Regions from separate parts of the Anas platyrhynchos genome. Here region 2 is linked to region 1. Evidence: chromatin contacts called from public Hi-C data. All regions are on one chromosome and are shown on one strand. Each heading gives the region's core, a stretch centred on a gene start, on an enhancer-like site or on the middle of the called end of the contact. The rest is flanking DNA. Distances are from core to core; before and after follow the strand shown. Region 1 overlaps SH3PXD2B (SH3 and PX domains 2B). Region 2 has its middle 3.1 kb from the start of STK10.

Region 1 (6,082 bases), core at 2,822-5,321:
AACAACGTCCCTTCTCTGAAGCTGTTGGTCTCCTCATCGCCTTCAAAATCTGCGACGGCCACGTAGAGAGCTTCCTTGGAGACGTCCGGGTTGGAGAAAGGGGCTGACGTCCTCTCCTTGCCTTCCCCTCTCTCCACCGGCTTGGATATTACCTTTGGGCCTAAGCCGCTTTTTGCTTTGGCTTCGTCTTGGATCGCAGCGGACAGGAAGGGTTTGGCTTTGGGAGGAACCAGCATGGGTCTGCCCGGCAGCGGGGAAGCCCTGGCCTCGGGTGCGGGGCCAGCGGCAGGACATGCTGTTTTTTTGGGTGGCGGCGGCCTGCGGGGCGGCACAACCGGGCGCTGCGGCGCGGGCTCCCGGGCAGCCGGGACGATGGCTGGGCCCGGGGGAGATTTGGGCAGGGGTTTGCTCTCCACGCTCAGTCGCTCCTGAAACCTTCCAGAAGCCTCCGGGGCGACCGTGGTGTTACTGCAGGAGCTTTCGCTGGCGGCGGTGTCCGGCTCGGGGGGTTTCTCGGGGCACTTTGCAGGCCTCAGCTTGCTCCGCAGGCTGCAGATGTCCAGTTTGTCGTCGGCTGGGGGGGGGTCAGTCCGGGGGGCTGCAGCGGGTTTGGGCCTGATCTGAGGTCTTGACTTCAAGAAGGGGTTCTGGGTGATTGGCTCAGGCTTGTCCTCCACGGGCTCAGGTTTTGGCTTGGTTGGCTTGACGATGGGCCGGAGGTTGGGCTTCTTCACCTCCTTGGCTGACACCTTGTGTCCACATTCCAGCCCCATTTCGTTTTTCAGCTGGAAGAGTTTGCCTTTCTCTGATTTCAGCTCGGGCTTCTTGCTGTCTTTTGGGGCTACCGACTGCTTTGGCGGGATCATGGGCAAAATCATGCCTGGGGGCTTGGGGGGAGGCCTCTGCCTCTCCAGCAACTCGCCTTCCGACTTAATGATGGACTCCTTCCTGGGCGGCAGGCTGGGCTTCTCCTCCACCTCACGGTCCGAGATCTCCTCATACCCACAGGCGAAGGCAAGGTCGCTGCTCTCAGCAGCCTCCTTCCCCTTCCAGTCCTTGGCCCACTTCATACCGCAGTCCATGCCGTTGGGGGGAGCCTCGGGCAGAGGTCTGCACGGCCCCGTGGCTTCCTCGCTGGCGCTGCTTTCTGCCGCGGCATCGCCCAGCCGGAGCTGGGCCATCTCGTTGGGCAGAGGAGCCAGGAAGTTCGGCCTGGATGCGTTGCTGGTTTTCTTGTACTTGTCAATAAATGTAGCGGGGGCCCAGCCTTCCTTCTCCTCAATCTGGATGTACCACCAGCCACTCAGGTTCTTCTCAATGACCTGCAGGAGGAAAGGAAAGCTCAGACACACACTCAGCAGCCCCCTCTGCACAAAAGGGGATGTTCAGTATCTCCAAAAAGAGATGCTCGGTATCTCTGAAGTAACATCAGGGTGGCACGTAGCTTCCAGGCTCCTGCCTCCCCAACCTGATATCCAAATGCTGTATAATCACAAGGAAAACCAGCACAAATGATTTTTACAAGTGGGTGTTCAGCTCAGCACAAAAAGTACAGAACCAGTATCCAGCTGGGAGGGAATCCTACTGAGGGGACCTGAACTTCATGAGCTGGGAGCAAGGAGTGACATAGCCACGACGAGGATGCTGCAGCAGACAAGAACAGGACGCCAGGTACTGGCAGTGGCCACTGAGTGGCACTGTTGGAGTGATTAACCAGCAGCATCACTGCGCTGATCAGCAGCCATCCGGCCTGTACGCACTCCAGAAGTAGGACTGGGATGAGTAAGCTGGGGCAGCCATGGAGAAAAAATCCTCTTAAATAGGCACAGTGTACATTTTGAAAAGCAAAATCACATCTACAACAGGGATTCTGTGAACAAAACTGGGTGTCCAATTCTGGAAGGGCTTTTAGTGTTATACCTAAAGTCTCACGAGCTCCTGCTCTGTGATGTTAACAGTCCACAGAGGTAATCACAAGCACTGTTCTGATGGCAAGATGCGAGGAGGGAAGACAACAGACTCACCTCTACTTTCATTCCTGCCTGGAAGCTGATGCCGTCAGGGATGGTGGTCTGGAAGTCAGCGATGGTGTAATATTCCTCTTCCACTTGAGGAGGGACAGGAGGTTTAGGCAGGTTCAAACCACGTGGCTGTGACAATAAAAAAGAAAACCCATCAGCATGTCTCTACAGGAGGTGTAACACAAGGTCCACATAGACAGAGGAGTCTTAAGGCAGCAGGGAGGTGGTGTGCATGCTCTGTGCACTTACTATGGTGAGATCTCGGCGAGGAGGGGGTCTCTGCCGCATCTTCGGTGACTCTGTGGAGGAAGAATTTCAGATGCTGTTGAAGGTTGGCTTTCAGTCACACACGCATTCCCATAAGGCAAGTGAAAGAGAAGGCAGAAAGGCAAGGACTAAGCCTGCCTCAGGCAAGCAAGCCAAACGAGGAACCTCTCTGCCTGGTACCCTGAGTGATGCAGGTCACCCAGGTTCCAAGGTTATCCTGCTGGAAGAGGAACCAGCTCTGCACCATCAGGTGCTGCTGGGAAATGCAGCTGAGGTGACCACACAGAACTGCTTTTTCACCCCAAAGACCTGACCTGCTGAGGGATTAAACTGTGCAGCTCCTGTGGAGAGGTGTCTGCAGCTGTACCTGCAGGCTGAGAGGCCCTTATTTATTCACACCTCTGCTGTTCCTCAGCAGACCCCGGGGCAGCACTGCACCCATGCCAGTGTCACCTCCAGACCTTGCTGCAGAGCTCACGGTGCCTTGCAAGCCTTCTGCCTCTCCTTTGAGCTATGTTGCTCACAATTCTGCAGGATAGGCTGCACTGACACCTTCCCAGCTGGCCACTTACTGCGTCGGATGTCAGCGTTGGGCAGGGGACGGCTGTCGAACCTCCCGTCCCTTTGGCCGGTGAGCCCGTCCTTCTCTCGGCTGGCCACGATCTGCTGCCGGGAAATGCCGTCCAGATCCAAGGCACAGGAGTGAGTGGAGGAGCCTGAGCCCAGCTTCTGCGAGAACATCTCTCCATTCCCCTTTTTGAGATAGGAGGCGGGGGCCCAGCCTTCTTGGCCCTGGTACCTGCAGCGACAACAACGGCAGCGTCACTGTGCCGAGCCTCAGTGCTGCCCCGAGCCCGTGCATGGGGCCACCAGGTGTCCCTGGGGCCGGGGCTCAGCACAAGCCTGGATTTGGGCAAAGTGAGCTCGCTCGGTGCCAGGCTCCATGCCAGGTGGCACCTGGAGAGCCGCAGCAATGACTGATGCTCCATGCAGGCTGCTGCAGCCAGCAGGCCGAGGGCTGGGAACGGCGAGGAGCCCGATTTCCTTTTCACCTCAGCGATGGCACCGGTTCAGGAATGAAACGCACTGGCAGGGGAAGTGAAGGGGAAAACCAGAGGGTTGCTGCTAGGATTGATGTACCTGTTCTCTGGATGAAGCTCAGCCTGGATCCCTTCCCTGCTCTAAATCTGTGCTGTTTAGGAGAGGAACCAGCGCTGTGATCTGATTGAAAAACCACATCCACGGAGTCTGCCTGCCATGCTCGAGGGTCTTGCGCCAGCGTCGGAGACGCTCCTGCTGGCTGGGCTGCAGCCACTGCACTCACATGGCACCGGATCCTGAGCTTGTAATTGCCTTTGGAGTTCTTGTGGCAGCTCTCCTCTGCTCAGAAAGTCAATGGACATTTTTCTGGGGCTTTGCTTCTGCCAATACCACAGGTTCAACGCAAGGTTAAGAAAACCGTGGCATATGCTCCCACCCTGCTCAAGTCCAGCCATTAGCTAACGCCACAGAGAAGCAAAAACGAGCTTCCAGGAGAAAACAAGTATCAGCTCAGGATGATCGGGAGCGTTTGGCCTCAGCACACCCTGTACACAGCAGAGCTGGCCCGGACAACGGCCCTGCTCCGCAGGAACCTCCTAACACAGCCAGAGCATCCAGCCTGCCTCCAGGACACTTGCTGCTTTTCCTATCAGCAGCACATGATGTAACATTAATGCTCCCGGACCCGCTGCTGGGGCATGTGATGCTGTGACGCAGTCCACCTCCCCAGCACAGGAAACTGAGGGATTTTCAAGATGTTTAACCACAGCTATGCTTGGCTGAAACCTTGAACTTCAGTAAGCCTTGGTATTTAGGGATGGAGAGAAATGAGTTCTGCTATTCTGCCCTCCTCATTGCTCTAGGCTTGCCCTTGGACTGTGCATCGGGGTCTCTGCTTTGCATAGCCTGCAGCGCCAGGGAAGGGCAAGAGGCAGGGACGGTACCTGATTTTCCACCAGCCCTCCAGGTTCTTCTGGATCACCTCCACCACAGCCCCTTTGTCCAGGTTCATTTCATCCTGGTCTCTTGCAGTGTATGGGTAAATAACTGTGTACTTCTCCTCTGTAGGAAAGAAAGTGGAGTTTTACTAAGATATTGTTTTACAGAAACCTGGAAATAGTGGCTAAGTGTTTTCTGTGAACAGTAATTCTTGTTGTAACATAGGTGCAAACACACAGAGATACACAACTGTTCAGAAAAAAAATGCCAGTGAAATGAATTCCAAAACAAACCCAGTTGCATTTTGAAATGTAAGCTTTGGTGAGCTTCCCCTATGACAGCCAAGGTGAGGAGGCACTGAATGCCCACTTCTTTTCCTTTCACCCTCTCACATCCAGCCAGCCTGTGGTCCCAGCTCTTGCTCTGGGATCCTGTGCTACTCGCTGACCACAAAGATACAGCATAGGAAGCTGCTTGACCCCAAAAAGAACCCAATCCCAGCTACCACCATGGTCTTTAATCACTTTCATACATCGCTCAAGCTTCCCCTCCCAGTTGCTTTTTGCCTTCATCCTCCTGAATAGCCACTGTTCCTGAAAATGCTCTCCTCCAGGGCTTGAAAACACATCCAAACTGGGTGCCCGGCCCTTTGTCCTTGCCTTCTTGGAAAAGCACAGCTCTCGAAAGACCTGATTCCCCTCCCGCTTCATGCAAATGAGTCAAAGCAGCAAACGTCCTGCCCCATCCAGCAAAACCAGGTCGGCTCTTCTGCTCTTGGTGCTGCCTGAGCCACCGACACCAGGACCTGGCTGAGAGCAGGGACTAAGGCAGCAGCTACAAGAAGTTCGCATAAATGTTTTTGGGGACAGCAGGGACTCCAGTCTCTGTACCCAAAACAAGCCTCAAAAAGTTAGAAGGAACAGCTGATAGCGAAAAGAGAGGTGGACGTGAGTGAGCTGATGGAAGGCTGAGGAGCACACATGGCACATACCGAGGAGGACACAAGCAGAGTCCCTCCCATGCAAAGCAAACAAACATGCACACAACAAGGCTGCAGGCACAAAACCAGGGCAGCTGAACACGTCTCTACAAAGTCCACCTTGACCCCATCCACTGGTGTACAAGTCCCCAAGGGTCCGACGGCGGCCAACGTGCCTGGGCAGGGACCAGTATCTCCACGGGACTGGGAAGAGCATGTTGGGGAAGCAGGAGAAGGACAAGAGAGGACGTAAGGAGGCAGCACTTCGGGTCTCAGAGGAAACAGGGTTGACAGCAGAGAGAGGCACAGAGCTGTACTCACCTGGAGCTCTCTGGGCGCCCTCCCTGGTTTGAACCCCCATCCCACCTCCATCTCCCCAGGAAAAGGGCTGAGCAAACTACAGCACTGCTCTGAGCATACAGCGGTCAGTGGAAAGGATGCGTGCTGCAGGGCTGGTTCACATTTACTGTACGCAAAGGTTGCAGCTTTGCTACTCTCATCATGTGGACTCACGCATGCTCTTGCTTTCTGCATGACATCAAAAGACACAGGAATTGTCCTAGGATCTGAGGTTTGCTCCTCCTCCTCCAGTACATGCAAACCACCTCCCTGGGAGCACAGGGGGCATCGTGATGGCAGGACTGGGTGTTCCCCAGAGGTGGCACCTTCAGCCCCTCTGGGGGAGCAGGAAGACCAGCAGCTGCACTGCCAGCATCCCGCTGCCACACTCCTGGTGCAGCACTGGAGCAGAGCGGGCAGACACAACTGTGGCACTTGTGGGTTTGTCCTCCCCAGAGCTTTTCCCCTCCTTAGGTCAGAAAGGGCTAAGCAATCC
Region 2 (5,990 bases), core at 2,525-5,024, 120 kb after region 1:
TAATAAATCACACCCGGGCTGATCGCCGGCTCTCGCTGCCTTTGCTGTTAAGCAGAGCTGGATTTATCCTGGTGTGAGCAGCCCTAGCATTTCGGCTGGGAGCTTCCCAATAGTGATGCTCGAAATGTTATTTAAATCCGCAGTTCCTGGAAATCCGTGCCTGTGCTAGAATTTCAGCTGCGCTTTTGAAGTGAGCTTTGTGTTCCCCTACTTATTCCCCTCTCCCTTGTGGGCTGTGGGAAAAACAAGCTGAAAATACAACCCAAGTATATCCCAGAAACAGAAATAATGAAGAACTTTTTAAAAATTTAGCTTCCTGAGTCTTGGATACTATGCAACATGCAGATTTGGCAGTGCTGGAGTAAGATTAGAATTAGAGCAGCTGCTTTTCAAAATCACACACCTTTTAATCTTATTTTTTTCCAGTGTTATAGGTATCCTCTTTTCAGTTATTTATATCAGTAGCAGTGTATTTACTTTATTGCAGAAGTGGGCCTGGGTGCTGCACAGAAAAATAGAAACGGTGCTCAGATGGCACCCCCAGAGCTCACCCAGCCCAAGTTCCCACCTGGGGCAGGGGCATCATGGCACGCAGCGGGACAGGCAGCAGTCTGTCCATCTGAGTGCTGGCAGCCTCCCAGGATGGAGCAGACACCACCTCCCCCAGTTACCTGCTCTGGGACACACACCATCCCAGGGGAAGTTTTTCCCAGCTGCTACCTGTGGTCATTCCCCTTGCTCCCCTACCTCCCTGATCAGTGTTTGCATCACTCATCTTCATAATTGCCACCACAACGGCTGAGGGCAGGTATTGGGAATCTCCATCCTTATCAGGTTTGGTAAAGATAAGTCCTGTGCCAAAGGGCTCACAGTGTGGGCAGATGCCCTGCAGCCTATCGGAGGGTAATCTGGTCAGATAGGAGGCCACACAGGTGATTTCTCTGCTAGCAAAAGTTTTGCAAACACACATTAACCCTTCCGAAGTTTTTGAGCAACTCGGATACAGCACAGCATTTTGAGGGCAGTGGCATTTTTTATCCAGTGCTTGACACCCTATAACCAGATTTGCTGTCTCTTCACAGCCAAGAGGAACCAGCCATCTGCACTCTTTCCACCCATTTCTTGCAGAAAACGCGCAAATGTTAAACCAAGTCAGCAAGCAGGCTAATCGTCTGCCTCCAGATTACTTCTCCTTACCATTTCCCAAATGATATATAGGAGAAAGAGAATAGAAACTCCAGAAGCAACAACAAAAACCCTTGAAAGTGTGCCCCAGGCTCACAGGAGCACCCTGATCGTGTGAGCAGACTGCCACGAGCATCACCACTGCGTTAAACACGACTGCTCGGAGCAGTCAGCACAACACGACCGATGGAGCAGAAGCTGCTGACTCGATGGTGAGACTACACACAGCTCTGCGTTTAAATGTTGGCTGCAGAGGGTCCTTGGACCGAAGCAAACCAGTGGAGTTTGGTTTTATTATTAGTGATCCTGGTATGGTTTAGGGGTAAGGACTGGGTTGGACTCATTCTGTATGGGAAGAGGAATTGTTGATGAACACTTCAGATAAATATGAGTGGTTCAGCTTCCCAATAGCTAACCTGAATAAGAAGTTAGCCATTCCAAAGCAGCCATCTCTGAGCTATAGATCACAAGGATGTTTCACAGGCTGGTATCAAGTACTCAGGTACTGGAAATCAGAAAAGTTAAAACCACGGCTAGCAGGAAAACCAAAGCCCTGCACTGGCTGCTCTGTAGGACTACCTCAGCCTGGATATACAAAATTTGAGGTACCACTTGTCTGAGCTTGAGATTTGCATTACAGTCATTTGCTTTGCTAGAGTAAGTCCTTAAATCTGTGTTATCTTGCACAATTTAATCAGACTTAATGCTCTTAAGCATTGCCAGAATAATTTCTGTCACTTGATTTTATTATGTAGTATGCTTTAGCAGTCAATGATAGGTGAGGCTTTGCCTCCACAACTGATGGGAAATCTTGAACACATGGAAAAAGCATTGAAGTGTGTGACAGAGGCTGTGTTCTGGTTCTAGGGCAGAGTTTTCTTATTGTGAGGGGTCAGTGCCTTGGTGCTAATTCTGTTTGGGAGCTGAAGCTGAGATCTGGGTGTTTTCTGCAGCGTCTGTACTTAGATGAAGCGCTCTGCTTAGTGGCAGTGGCACTGGCACAGCATTTCCAGTGCCTGGATTTTCAGGGCGAGAAAGCCCTAACAGCAAGCGCTTCTCCAAAATGAGATTGGCATTAATGCTATAAAATTACAGGCCCCATGTAATGTTTTGAAAAAAGATATAGGGAACGCTGCATCGCTTAGGGTTTAAATCTGGAGATTACAAACACTGCACTTCAGATGTTACAACAAATGCAGCGCTCCGTAATACTAATTACCTAGCCGCTAGCTGATACGAGCGCTTGGCAATACCCCAAAGAGCTTTCTGTTACAGCACACCCCAGCACGTCCCCCCTGCTCTATCACGCCCTGGGTGCTCTGGAAGTTACCTGGCCTGGCTGCTCCTGGACCTCATACGGCTTGTGGGACCGCTCGGAGCAGCTGAGGGGGATTTTCAGCTCCTACTGAGGGTATCCCTTTCCCCCTTCAATTGCCTCCTTCCCTATCTGTGAAACAGAAAAGGGTCCAAAATCCCAATAAACCTGTTTGATTTTATAGTATCACCACCCCCTGCATCCCAGCAGCTCGTAAAGCCCCCCGTCAGGCTTGCTAGCACTGCACAAACACGATAACCAGCTCCCAGCCCCAGTGAGTAGATAATCAATGTACAAAAAACCCGGGGTGGTGATAAAGGGGATCTTTACAGCTGTACAAGCAAGATGCCAGGAACACAGGGCAGGAGTGAGTTTCTGGCTCACCGAAGCTAATTCCTTAGTACTGCAGCAAACCCCATCATGTAATCCTTTCCATAAACCGACCGTGCTCCGCGCTACAAAGCAGGTGGGGTTGCTGCCAACAGTTTTCTCCACATGGGGCTGTTCGCAGATGCTGGTCTGCTGGTTCACAGCTTCCTCACGTCCTGCCTGCAGGTCTGGAGTCTATTCCCGTGCTTTTGCGAGCCACCGTGGTGCTCCAGCTCAGGCGACACCTCTTCCCATGGACTGAGCCACTGGCAGCAATACAAGAGAAAAAGAGTTGTTTTTTCCCCGATGTTTCTGGTTTACTGAAAAAAAAATTTTGTATCTTTTTTTTTTTTTCCTTTGGGGTGTTTTTTTTTTTTTTTTTTTCTCCCAGAAAAGACAGAAAATCATGGGTGCTTTAACGTTGCTTTCCACATAGAAACTGCATATGTCCCTTTCATAAATCAGACATCTCATTAATGCCATCTATTAATTCCGAACAGTATCTCTTGTCTGCTGCTGTGTTTTTAATTGCCTGTGCAACTTGTTTGGGAGCAGCGGGCATTTAAAACAAAATAAATCCTGCTAATTACTGCTCACAGCTTTGTGCAGACGAGGCCTGAGAGCTCACTCTTTTCCAGATCTGCAGTTTTATTGCATGCTCTGTTATGACAGGCCTGAATAAAAACCAGCTCGTGCTGCTATTTGACCTTCTGGACCACAACGTGATGGGGAAGATCGGCCTGAATGACTTCTGCATCACGGTGTGCATCCTGAGCCATGAGGAGCCCCCCAGCACAGCCAACAGCCCCAGCCCATCCACGTGCTGCTGCCTGTGTGCAGGAAGCACCGGGGGCTTGGTATTTCCTGCAGGCATGGCCAGAAAGGGGTCACCTTTATTCTCTGGACACGAGCACCGTCTGGTATTCCACGTATTCTTTCAAAGCAGGAAATCAGCGCTCGTGACCTGTTTCTAAACCTTTCTGCCCCAAAACAGAACCGTCTTGAGAAGGATTTCGTCCACCAGCACTGGGGGACTGCCGTTCAGCTGCTGGATGTAGATGGTGATGTGATTGTGTGTATTGGGTCTGGCTGGAATGTTAACTTTCCCAGCAGCAGCCCATACAGTGCCGTACTCTGCAGTTGTAGCTGGAACAGCAGTGTTATCACACCAGTGTTGTGTCTGCTGCTGAGCAGCAGTGGCACAGTATTAGGCCTTTCTCTAACCCTCTTAGGGGGTGGGCAAAAGGTGAGGAGAGAAACATCACTAGGGCAGCTGACCTAAACCAATCAAAGGGATATTCCATACCATGTGATGTCACACTCAGCAATAAAAGGTGGAAACAGGAAGAAGAGGGGAGGGGTGGGCTCTCGTTGAGAAGACGTTGGTCCTCCTCTCGAACACCGGCTGCGTGCGTTGAGGCCTTGCTTCAAGGACGTGGTCAATCATCGCTCATTTGTGGGAAGTAGAGAGTAATTTCTTTCCTCTGCACTTCCATATAGCCTTCATTTATTTTGTTTGTTTGTTTTCCTCCCTTCTTTTTATTTTCCTTTTTTCCCCTCCCTTTCCCCTTTCCCTTTTTATTTCCCCTTAGTTAAATTGTTAGTTCATGGTAGTCTTTATTTAATTATTATAATTATTTCCCTTTAATTAAACTATCCTTATCTCAACCCGTGAGTTGTTCTTTGCTTTACTTCTCCCCCTCCTCATCTAAAGGAGGGGGAGTGAGAGAGCGGTTGTGGGGTTTAGTTGCCCAGTACGGTAAAACCACCACATTGTGTCATGAGTTTCAAGCCACAAAGCTTCTCTTTAACATCCAGAAAGAAGAACTTAAGATATTCTAAGACCAATATTCCTGGAAATGAGGTAAAATTAGAGAAATTACAGTCCAGACAGAGGCCATGAAAATACCCCCGTATTTAAAATTAGTCCTTGGGAGGTGAAAAGTTTGCTGCCTCTGGGAGAGGAAGTCAGAAACTATGTGGGAGAAAGCAAGAAGAGCAGCCTGTCTTCTTTAAGGATGTAATTCCCAAAGTCTTAATTGGGAATGGTTTAACAGCAAAATAGCAAAAGGTAGAAAGTATTTTGGGGGGTAACAGCATCAGTCCCACTGGGGACAGCTCTCCAGTGCCCTCAGAGCAGCTTCCTGGACCAAGCAGCCTCAGCCCTGAGCTGCAGTGATGCTGTCCTCCCACCTGAAGCCTCCTGATGGAAAGGATGCTGTCGGTAGGAGCAGCCCAGCCATGTGATGCAGTAGCAAAGGCTCCCTGCTCTCCCCCTTTATGCCCATGCAGTGACCCAGATGTTATGGATTACCATGACACCTGCAAGTCGTTACAGAAAGGTGGAGAAATATCAGTGTGCCAGGGAGGTGCCCTGTGAGCCTGTAACATGTTTGGGTTGAGCTGGGGGCAATAAGTTCAATCCAATTTCTCCTGAGTGAGCTGGGGAGCCAGAGAAAGTTGGAGAAGGGGGGTGAGAGCTGGGGTGCTGGGTTTGCCTCTGTGTCTGAAATAACTGCTTATATCAGCCAAGGCTTTTTTGCTAAGCTAGGTATCCATCTTCAAATCTAGAAATTGAGCTATGTGGAATTTAAGATGTTTGCAGTCATCTTCATTGATAACCAGGAGGAGAAGAAAAGAGGAGAAAGAGGAAAGGGAGCAGTGGCTGACCTCCCAGAGGGACCAGCATGCTCCCAGTAGGCCCAACAAGACTTTCCCCAGCTGGGAACAATGCAGCCTTGCTTCTCCATCCTCCAGTTCACTTTAGAGACACCAAATAGGTGAATCACACTCGTAGAAGGTGAATACACCAAAGGGATGTGGCCCAGCAACTGCTTGTTCTGTTTTCTCCATTTCATGTTGCTGCTGCCCTACCAAGATGAATACCAGAGACTGACATCCAAGGAGGAGGAGGAAGGATGGGCACAACTCAGACTTCAGCCTCGTGCTTCACAACTCTCCCCAGGAGTACCTGATAGCAGCATTACCCCCTGCCCTGTACACTGGGGGGGGTCTCTGCCTGTCCCCCAGTGCCATCACACGCTGCCTTAGCGAGGAGCCTCCTCCCCGGCTATTTGGCGATGCTCAGATGCAGATGAGCACAAAGAAAAGCCAATTTGAT

The links. A called contact is a pair of places that touch in the nucleus more often than the background predicts.
Region 2: a contact with region 1 is called in a Hi-C map of liver, with 2.7 times the contacts expected there. The contact joins two enhancer-like sites. A contact is called at or near these places in 2 of 8 Hi-C or Micro-C datasets (liver and subcutaneous adipose tissue).

Annotation. Positions count from the first base shown.
Region 1 is chr14:11,086,725-11,092,806 of IASCAAS_PekinDuck_T2T, forward strand. It overlaps SH3PXD2B (SH3 and PX domains 2B), which reads right to left. Exons shown (of 15, transcript XM_038186487.2): 10 at 5,368-5,451; 11 at 4,274-4,391; 12 at 2,861-3,087; 13 at 2,271-2,320; 14 at 2,025-2,150; 15 at 1-1,322. Among named protein-coding and RNA genes, the nearest start is that of SH3PXD2B, 66 kb to the right of the region's middle. Within about 2 kb of position 4,072, at least 1 of the 8 cell types and tissues checked has an H3K27ac peak or open chromatin away from gene starts, as enhancers often do.
Region 2 is chr14:11,209,842-11,215,831 of IASCAAS_PekinDuck_T2T, forward strand. No RefSeq gene overlaps it. Among named protein-coding and RNA genes, the nearest start is that of STK10, 3.1 kb to the left of the region's middle. Within about 2 kb of position 3,775, at least 1 of the 8 cell types and tissues checked has an H3K27ac peak or open chromatin away from gene starts, as enhancers often do.